Regions from separate parts of the Mus musculus genome. Here region 1 is linked to region 2. The links are chromatin contacts, called in public Hi-C maps. All regions are on one chromosome and are shown on one strand. Each heading gives the region's core, a stretch centred on a gene start, on an enhancer-like site or on the middle of the called end of the contact. The rest is flanking DNA. Distances are from core to core; before and after follow the strand shown.

Region 1 (4,402 bases), core at 520-3,019, 760 kb after region 2:
CTGAGAAATGTTTCAATGATCTTGTTCCGTTGCTAGGGTGATGTGTGACTACAAGGTATGTTCAGAGCCAGAATGGACAGCAGAGTTGGGGAAGCCAGTTTCTTGGAATTCTCATGATGATGATTCTTAGACTAGAGAGTGAGGAACACTGTGGTGACAGGCTCTTCAAGCCCCGTTCTAAGTAGACCACTAGCCAGTTTGTGAGCAGACATCTAAGAAAGCAAATGGGCACCACCCTACTTCCTGTTCTTGGGAAAGGAGGCTGCGCGCCCTTAATCCATGCGCTCTAGAGGCAGAGGCGGGCAGGTCCACAGAGTTAGGTGCAGGACTGCTAGTCCTATACAGAGGAACCCTGTCTCAAAAATAAATAAGCAAATAAACAAATAAATAAATAAACAAATGAAACAAATAGGAAAGGAAGGCGGTGAGACTGGCCTTAGGTCCCAGTGGAGAAGGTGGACTCAGGACTCCTGTCTTTAATACTGAGGCATATCACCATTTTGGAATAGGATTTAGAAGAGACTTGTACTTGTAAAAGATGCAGGTAAGCATATCTCCAGCAGAATATGATAGTGGAGCCTTTCCTGAGACGTTTGTTTAGGGTGGCCAGTAGTGACTGATTTGAAATAATAAAAGAGTTGCTTTCCTGTATAGTAAAAAGACTTCTTATCCTTATAGATTAAAAATAAATTAACAATTAGCTCAAAAATATCAACTTAGAAACTAGCCAGGTGTGGTGGAGCATGTCTTTAATCCCAGAAACTCAGGAGGCAGAGGCAGGTAGATCTCTTGAGTTCAAGGCCAGCCTGGTCTACAGAGTGAGTTTCAGGACAGCCAGGGTTACACAGGGAAACCCTGTCTCAAAAGAAACAGAAGAAGAGAAGGAAGAAAAAGAAGAAACAAACTAATAAACTGCTATTTATAGAATAAGTATAAGCATGACTGTCAGGTTTATTATAACCAAATGAGGGGGTAAAGTGCACTTCACTTGTCATAGGCCAGAATGTGTGCTTGAGGCTTGAAGGTTGGTTGGGATATAAAATTGTATCACAGAAGGCCCTCACAAATTCGTCTTAGCACATCAAATGTTGCTGCTCTGTTGGAATATGTTCCTGGGAGTAGGCTGGGGTCCTAAATCACCACTTGCTATAAATGCCCCCAAACGAGACCTAGACAGCCTTTGAAATGTCTGAAGCCCACAGCTGTGTCTCGGTGCCCAGCTCTTGCGATGGTGTCCAGTTATTCCAATACTCTTGCCTGCTTAGAGCCCAGGGCAGCAAGGACCAGGCTAAGAGACATGCCCAGCGCCAGTCTGGAAAGATGAAGGTACCCCAGCTTTCCCTCAGTCATGGTGTAGTTTGGGTACAGTCACACAATCCTCACCCAAAACAAAACATAACAGCAACCCGTCCCCCACCCCCGATTCCTATGTTAATATTATCGTGACACCAGAACCACTAAAAACAATGTTGAGTTGCTTTCCTGTGATTATGTCTCAGAATTACATATTTAGGTTAATAAACCGTGATGTTAAAATTAACATTAATACTAATTTATAAAAATTTGGTATTTCTGTTATTTTCAGTTGAAAAAAGAAGGGTCAGACATATATGAAGAAAACCTGCACTACCCACTTCTGCTTATTTTAACCAAAACGGGATAGAAGAAAACATCAGATGCAGAGAAAGATTTCCACACTATATGAGAACTCCGCCACAGCGCCTCTGGGACTCAGGGCTCCACCCACTTTCGAACATTCCGCATCTTGGGACTCCGCCCATTACTCCGGCCCTCGGCAGCTCTCCCACCCTCCGCAGCGCGCTCGCTCCCACCAGTCCTTTTTAAGGAAGCTTGTTGCTCTTCCGTACCAAACCTTTGTGTGTTTTTCTGTGTCAGCAGCCTGTCTTAGATCAGAATTTGACTTGTGGAGCAATCTAAATAGTTTTCTCTCTAAAGCACAATTTCTTTTGATGATTTCCATCTGCCGCCCCCCCTCCTTTTTTTTAATTGCCTTTGTTCTTGTTTGGTAATAGTATTCTTTATCCACAAACACAGAAAGCATCACCCTTCTTTTCTGGATAAATAAACAAACCTTATTTTTCTGATATCTCAATTAATTGTTTCAATCTATCGTCTCTTGCTCTGTCTCTCTGTCTCTGTCTCTCTAATTATTTTTTTCTTTTTAAACAGGATGTTTTTTCCCCCTATAGATGTATAAGAAATGACTACAGCAGCCCAAAGCCTCGTAAACTGACCGTTTGTCCTCTGGACACAATAGCGTGGCCAGCCCTCTGCTCCTCCTCCCCAATTATGTGTGATTAGTCTCAGTGCGCTGTGTCAAGGAGGGGGAGTGCGCTGACTGCTTATTATCTGTTTAGGTACAAGAAGAGCACATTTAGGCTCTGACTATGAATGAAAAGTGAGCCTCTATCAGGGCTTAAATCTAACGCCGCTGGTCTCAGGCTCCCTCAAAATAGGTCTCTTCCAGAGAAATGTTGACTAAACGTTGGATAAACTACATTGCGACCAGGGGAAAGTAAGAAAGTAAGAAAGGAAGAAAGGATGGAAGGAAGGAAGGAAGGAAGGAAGGAAGGAAGGAAGGAAGGAAGGAAGGAAGGAAGGAAGGAAGGAAAGAAGGAAAAGAAAGAACAAAAGAGGGGAAGAAAGAAAGATCACACAATTAGCTTATTTAAAATAAGTATATAATGAGCTAAATACCTAATAAAAAATGGAAAAAAAATAAGTATATAATGTTAGTTTCAGGGATTTGAGTGTATAGTAAACATTTAATAGGCGCTACTCTGGAGGAAGCTTTGCTGCAGGGACCCCAGCCCATCCTGCCTGCTTGCTTACATGAAGTGCTCTAATGCCTTTTGTGGAAATTCAGATGTTTATCTGCAAGGAATCATCTGTGCCCACTTTGGCAGGAATGTCATTGGGTGGGTTAGCTGTGTATCTTCCTATCTTTAGCAGAAGAAAAAGTGTATATTGAATGTGATACCAATTAAAGTGATAGGTGGGGCGGGGGCTCATCTTTTTGCATGTTAATCAAACTTAGATGCCATAAAAATATTGACTCTCAAATGTCTTCTCTGCCCGCTACTATCATCAAACAAAAATTGTACCTTCAATTTGCACGTCCCTGTCGTCACCACATTCTCTGCTCCATCAGAGCACCTAGACAGATCTCAGAAGGCGCAGGTCAAGTTGCAGTTAGATCACACATTTCTTCCTCACAGAAACTTGAATTGCAAAGCCAAGGGATGGGCCAGCGTCACAATAACAGCTATTTATTCCTCTTTGGATAAAACAGCAGTCTATTCTCAGTGCTAGATAAAGACCAGGGCAATGCAAACCAGCCATTTAACTGAGTAGTTCAGCTGGTGGCAGCTCTCCTTTGCGACTGTATGGGTAACACACTGGCTTTGTATTTTCTTGTTTAAAAAAAAAAATTAGAGTTTGGGATGTTTCAAAGGGCAACGTAAGTCATTCCACTCATGCCGATGAGAATTCAACGAGAATTATTTCTTAGGCAAAAACCTGCAACTAAATCTGCCAGACAAAGGAAACCTGTCTCTGTAGTGGCACCTAAGATGGTCTATTTTCCCCTCTTTTTAAGTATAGAACAGCAGGGCCATGAGAATATTTCCTTTCTTTTCAGCCAGAAAAATACTCGAACTGGCAGAAATTCAATTTGCATTTGTGTGCTGCAGATTGGGAGAAGTTTTTTTTTTTTTCTTTTTTAAGGCAACCCAGCAGTGTGTTTTCTAGAAGTCTCCGAGAACAACAGTGTATCAGAATTGAGCTGTTCCTACTAAAAAGACATCCAGTAAAGAATATATTTCTCATGGGGTGATTGCGACCTCAAGACTCCCCTGTCACTTGTTCAGAAATTCATAGGTAGAATTTATAGAATCCTTACCTGGAAGTATCTCTGTGCTAGGCTCTCTCAGAGTGTATATAACAAAGTAGTTATATTTTTAAATACTTGAAAATTGGGTTTTCTAATTAATTTTCACATTTTTTTTAATAGACTGGAGATATTGAGAAGGGAAAAATAAGGCAACTCTAGAAAGTGAATCATTTCTGTTTCTCCATGAGCTGTATCATTATCTGTAGGCGTTAATATGAGGTTATGTAGTTGGAATTGAAGTGGTCCAGTCTACAATTGTCTGTGTAAGTAGGCACGTGCTTGTTTCTAAGAGAAGCCTGCGTGCCTGGCAAATCCTAAGAATTAGGATATTTTGGGCCGGTGAGATGGCACAGCTGAGGCAAGTACTCACAGCCAAGCCTGACTACCTGACTCCGATCCCCAGATGGGAATTCCCTTGAAGGGAAAAAAAACCCCGTTCCCAAAAGTTGTCCTCTCACTTTGAGGTGCTCACTGTGGCAACACACACAC
Region 2 (4,298 bases), core at 42-2,541:
CTTGTGGGTTGTAAATTTTTTCTGCTAAGGATATTTTAGGCTTTGATAGCCATATAGCCTGCCAGTAGGCTGTGCTGATGTGAACTGTTGCAACCACAGTAGAATGTGGAAGATGTGGGTGTGTTTCAGTAAAACAGCTTATAGAAGCACATAGCTCCTAGACTTGGCCTGAGGCTGCAGCTTGCAGACTCTTAATCCAAAGAGGAAGTTATAAAATGTACACTGTAAACTTTCCAAATTCAAGTTACACTATTGATGGGGAACTAACAATTAAACTGAAAATAATCATCTATGTTTTTGTAATTTTTTAAAACCGCTCTTGCTCTTAAAGATACTTAAAATAATCTTTCCCTGGGTTGACCTGTCTACAGGGGTAGATATCCTGCTTTTTTTTTTTTTTTTTTAATGTAGATTAAACTACATACAGAGAACATACTGAAAGTATGTCAAATCCAAGGGTCCTTCCAACACTCAAATTACTTAGCAGAAAATCGTGGCCTGGCACAGGGGAGCAGCTTCCTTAGGGCACACCAGCCATGAGGCACCGGGAGGAGCCGGCTGCAAAGGAAGCAAGCCCTTGGGTATTTTGCTGCAGATATAAGTTATTTGGACAACAGTTCAGTGTGCGTGCCTGAAAATGTCCTTATGTCGGCTCCCATCTTACCTCCGATGTCACTTGTGTTTGATAAACTGGTCATCTAGGACGGTTCCTGTGAACAGCTAGGGTAAAGAGCTTGGTGGCAGAAGAGGTAATTAAATCAAAAGCCTGAGGCTCAAGCCCCAACACCCAAACCTAAAACAAATATTGCCAGCCATGGTCCAGAGCAACGTTCAGTGTCCGTGTTAGGGAGGGCAGGCTGGTACAGAGAGTGGTACAGCAGTGTGTGGGGCTTCCAGCTCGGAATGAAAGAGAAGCGTTCAGGAAGTGGGTTAGGCTTTCTCAGCACTTGCCTGCTGTCCACTGGCTAGGTGACCTGCTTGTTTATTGTATATGACAGCCTTGTCTGTTTGTAGAGTTGAAGTGTTGTTTCTCCAAACTGAAAAACAGCTCTGCTGTTCCTTGCTAGAAAAGGGAAGCCTTATTTTCTCTTCTTTTCTTCTGTTAACTTCATTACTGCAGCACAGAATCTCTAATGTGCTAGGTCTGACTTCAGAACACAGTTGAAAGGTCGCCAACAGTGACAAGTATCTGAGGTCATCAACTTACAGATTTCACATCATGATCAGCTGGCCTCACTGACAAAGCTTTTTGTTTTGGAGGACTCCTTGGGCCTCAGATCCACCCTCCCAACTGAGCTACATTTTGGGGACCAAAGAATAGCACATGGAGGGGAACTGTCCAGTGTGCACAAACCAGGCATTTCGTAAACAGAGCTTGCAAGGAAGCACGGCCTGAAATCCATGGGGCTCACCCCATGAGGCCCACTGTGAACCCACCAGGTAGGTCTGCAGAACATTAGAAGAACCCCGGGGCTTTGGAAAGAATAAACAGGCCAAGAATGGTCTCCAGTGGCTGCCCGGGCAGGGTCAGTGAAGATGCTACAGATGGATTTCAGCTCCAGCGACTGTGCAAAGCAGCTTGCAAGAGCAGGAAGTCTGGAGTCTGTCTTACCTGGGGCTGCTGTTTCTAATCCGTATGCAAAAGAGAACTGGCTGCTTTCACTCTGCTAATGCAGCCACGTTCTCTATTTGTACTCAGGCTGTATAATGTGGGCTTTGTAAAGTCTGCTGGCCTGAAAGCAGGATACATTTCTAATGGAAACACTCCCACGCATGATTGTACAACAGCAAAGCGATAAATTACCGTGATTTTGGACCTCCTGTGGTTATCAGTTCCACCACACTTGAAGAAATGTTGCTTTTGCTTAGAAATTCTACAAATATTTTTTTCAGAGAGGCAAATATTAAATGAAAATTGTGCTGAAAGCCATGAGGGAGGTGTGCAGAATGCATGCACTGTGGACTGCAGGCGTGATTATACCAGAAAGTGATTTGCAACATAAAGCTTGTCTATAATTTGCTGCGACTCATAAATTTGATTATACCAAGCACTGGCTATTGGATTAAATAGAAGAAAAAAACGTTTTTCAGTGTAAGATGTCCAGAAACTGGTAACACTGTATCAGTGTGAAGGGTGTTTTGTTGTTTTAGACTTTTAATTGGACTGCCTTAGTTTTGTATTCTCATGGTTACTTTTTTCTTTCTTTTTTTTTTTTTTTTTTGAGACAGGGTCTGTATGGTCATGGTTGGCCTTGAATTCAACACCTACCTGCCTCTGTTTCTCAAATGCTGGGATTAAAGGCATCTACAACTATGCCCAGTGGGAAAGACTTTGAAAAACACATTTTTATTTTACCTTCGTTTTTGCCTGCATTTAAATGCATATATGTGCGCTTAACACGCATGTGCATGCGGTGTCCAAGGAGACCATAACTGGACACTCTGGAAGTCGAGTTACACACACAGAATGTTGTAAGCAGTCATATGGGTGCTGGGTGGGAACTGAACCCAGGTCCTTTGCAAGAGCAACAAGTTCTTTTAACCACTGAGCCATCTCTCCAGCTCAAGAAAAAGACTTTTTAGGAAGCCCTAGCTTATATCTGACTTATTGCTGCAAACCTACGCAAACTGACTTAGGTTTTCTTATCCTGATAATCAGGCAAGAGGGGTGCCTGGTATGGTAATCAGTGCTTAGGAGCCATGGAACTCAATATACCTGATTCAATTTGATGTGATGCTGCGGGTCTGTGGGACTATGGGACCAAGAGCCAGAGTTCACAATCTGTTCAGAAGGTAATGAGAGATGCATGCAGCCATGGGAGCCTTGGACAGGTAATACTGATGGCCGAGTGCTTCTGAATTCTGTGACCATCTCTGCAGTGTGTAAAAGATGCTCCTCCCCTTGGAGTGTCAACACATCTGAACTCAATTGTTTCTGCCTGAGACAAGAGTTCTAGAACTAAATATGTAAATCAGGTTGGCTTTGAACTCAGAGATCTTCTTCCTGCCTCAGCCTCTGGTGCTGGGACTGAATGTGTGTGCCACCACACCTAGATCTACTTCTCAATTCCTGGCAACTTTGCTCCTCAGAGACCCAGTTTAGCACAGCAAACAGCTAACTCACTCACTGGCTCTTCACATCAAGCCGGACATCTCCACACTTCTACTAAAAATTCAAGACTACGGGTCTTTGAGATGGCTTCAAGCCATCATATAAATATTTGATAGGATCTTTAAAATTGGCAGTTCACAAGTACTAAAATATACTTTATTCAGAGAAATTCTCATTTAAATGATATTGGCCTTTGGTCCATGAACGTACACCTGCACGCTCACGAGGTTGGAAAGATGGCTACTGTTAGAATGAAGGACTTTGCTTGCTTACTTTAAGAGTAATTCCCAACAAAAGCCTTTCTAACATCTGCTGGTCACTTCGCCATCTTAAATCTGCTTCAAAGTCTTACATGTAGGCTCTAACAAGCATTAGAATAATGCTGGACTACTGTCTATTCTCAAATTTACAAACCAGCATTTAGTCTATTCTCTTATGAATCACAGTAGCTTGTACAAACAAAACCCTGAAACCAAAAAGGGGGCGCTCCAGCCACTACATTTCAGCAAGGACCCTTGGCGCTCTGAGACCTTAAAGAAAATGTCATCAATTTATGTTTAGAAAAAAGGAAATAAACAACCCCCGCAAAAGGCCCAGCGACTAAATCTATATTCTTATGGCAATACAGTGGTGAATGGTGTATTTTATATATAAAAAAATACATAAACACTTACATTTTCATTGGTTTATTTTCCTCTCAAGTACATTTTAGAAATAACATTTAGACATAGGCATGTGCGCGCGCATATACACACATAGACACACACACACAGACACACACACAGACACACACACAGACACACACACACATAGACACACACACAGCCGCGCTGCTTCTCTCATGAAGGGCTTTCCCTTGCTTCCTTTAGTTGCTTTATATAAAATGCAAAGCTTTCCTGTTAAGGAGAGAGAGAGAGAAATGACAGTTACGAGCAAGCAGAATGCAGACTTTAAAGCAGTGAGCACGGGGTCCCTGCCGCTTGGCCGCAGCCGAGTACCCAAGCTTTCAGCCTGGGCAGTCTTCTGTGTTTGCAAAATGCCAAGTTCAAAAGCCTCAAGCTCTGCATTAGAGCACCAGGGCTAAGTCAGGCCTTATGTAGAAAATGCCTGAGAAAGTTTGATAAAGCCACAGCTGAAGGTCTGTAACACACCTTGTGTCCACCCCAGGCCACCCCACCCCAGCCCA

What was found. A called contact is a pair of places that touch in the nucleus more often than the background predicts.
Region 1: a Hi-C map of the N1E-115 cell line shows a contact between it and region 2, with 3 times the contacts expected there. The contact joins two enhancer-like sites. A contact is called at or near these places in 2 of 39 promoter capture datasets (the C10 cell line and embryonic stem cells), 1 of 484 Hi-C or Micro-C datasets (the N1E-115 cell line), 2 of 115 datasets of contacts at active chromatin or transcription factors (astrocytes and embryonic stem cells) and 1 of 9 other capture datasets (embryonic stem cells).

What each region holds. Positions count from the first base shown.
Region 1 is chr17:85,456,477-85,460,878 of GRCm38.p6, forward strand. Camkmt (calmodulin-lysine N-methyltransferase) reads left to right here. Exons shown (of 11, transcript NM_028576.3): 11 at 1,586-2,113. The coding sequence ends at 1,663. Among named protein-coding and RNA genes, the nearest start is that of Six3os1, 160 kb to the right of the region's middle. Within about 2 kb of position 1,770, at least 29 of the 459 cell types and tissues checked have an H3K27ac peak or open chromatin away from gene starts, as enhancers often do. A contact at or near this core is called in the N1E-115 cell line, where this site is marked.
Region 2 is chr17:84,701,465-84,705,762 of GRCm38.p6, forward strand. Lrpprc (leucine-rich PPR-motif containing) reads right to left here. Exons shown (of 38, transcript NM_028233.2): 38 at 3,783-4,008. The coding sequence ends at 3,952. Among named protein-coding and RNA genes, the nearest start is that of Abcg8, 20 kb to the left of the region's middle. Within about 2 kb of position 1,292, at least 21 of the 459 cell types and tissues checked have an H3K27ac peak or open chromatin away from gene starts, as enhancers often do. A contact at or near this core is called in the N1E-115 cell line, where this site is marked.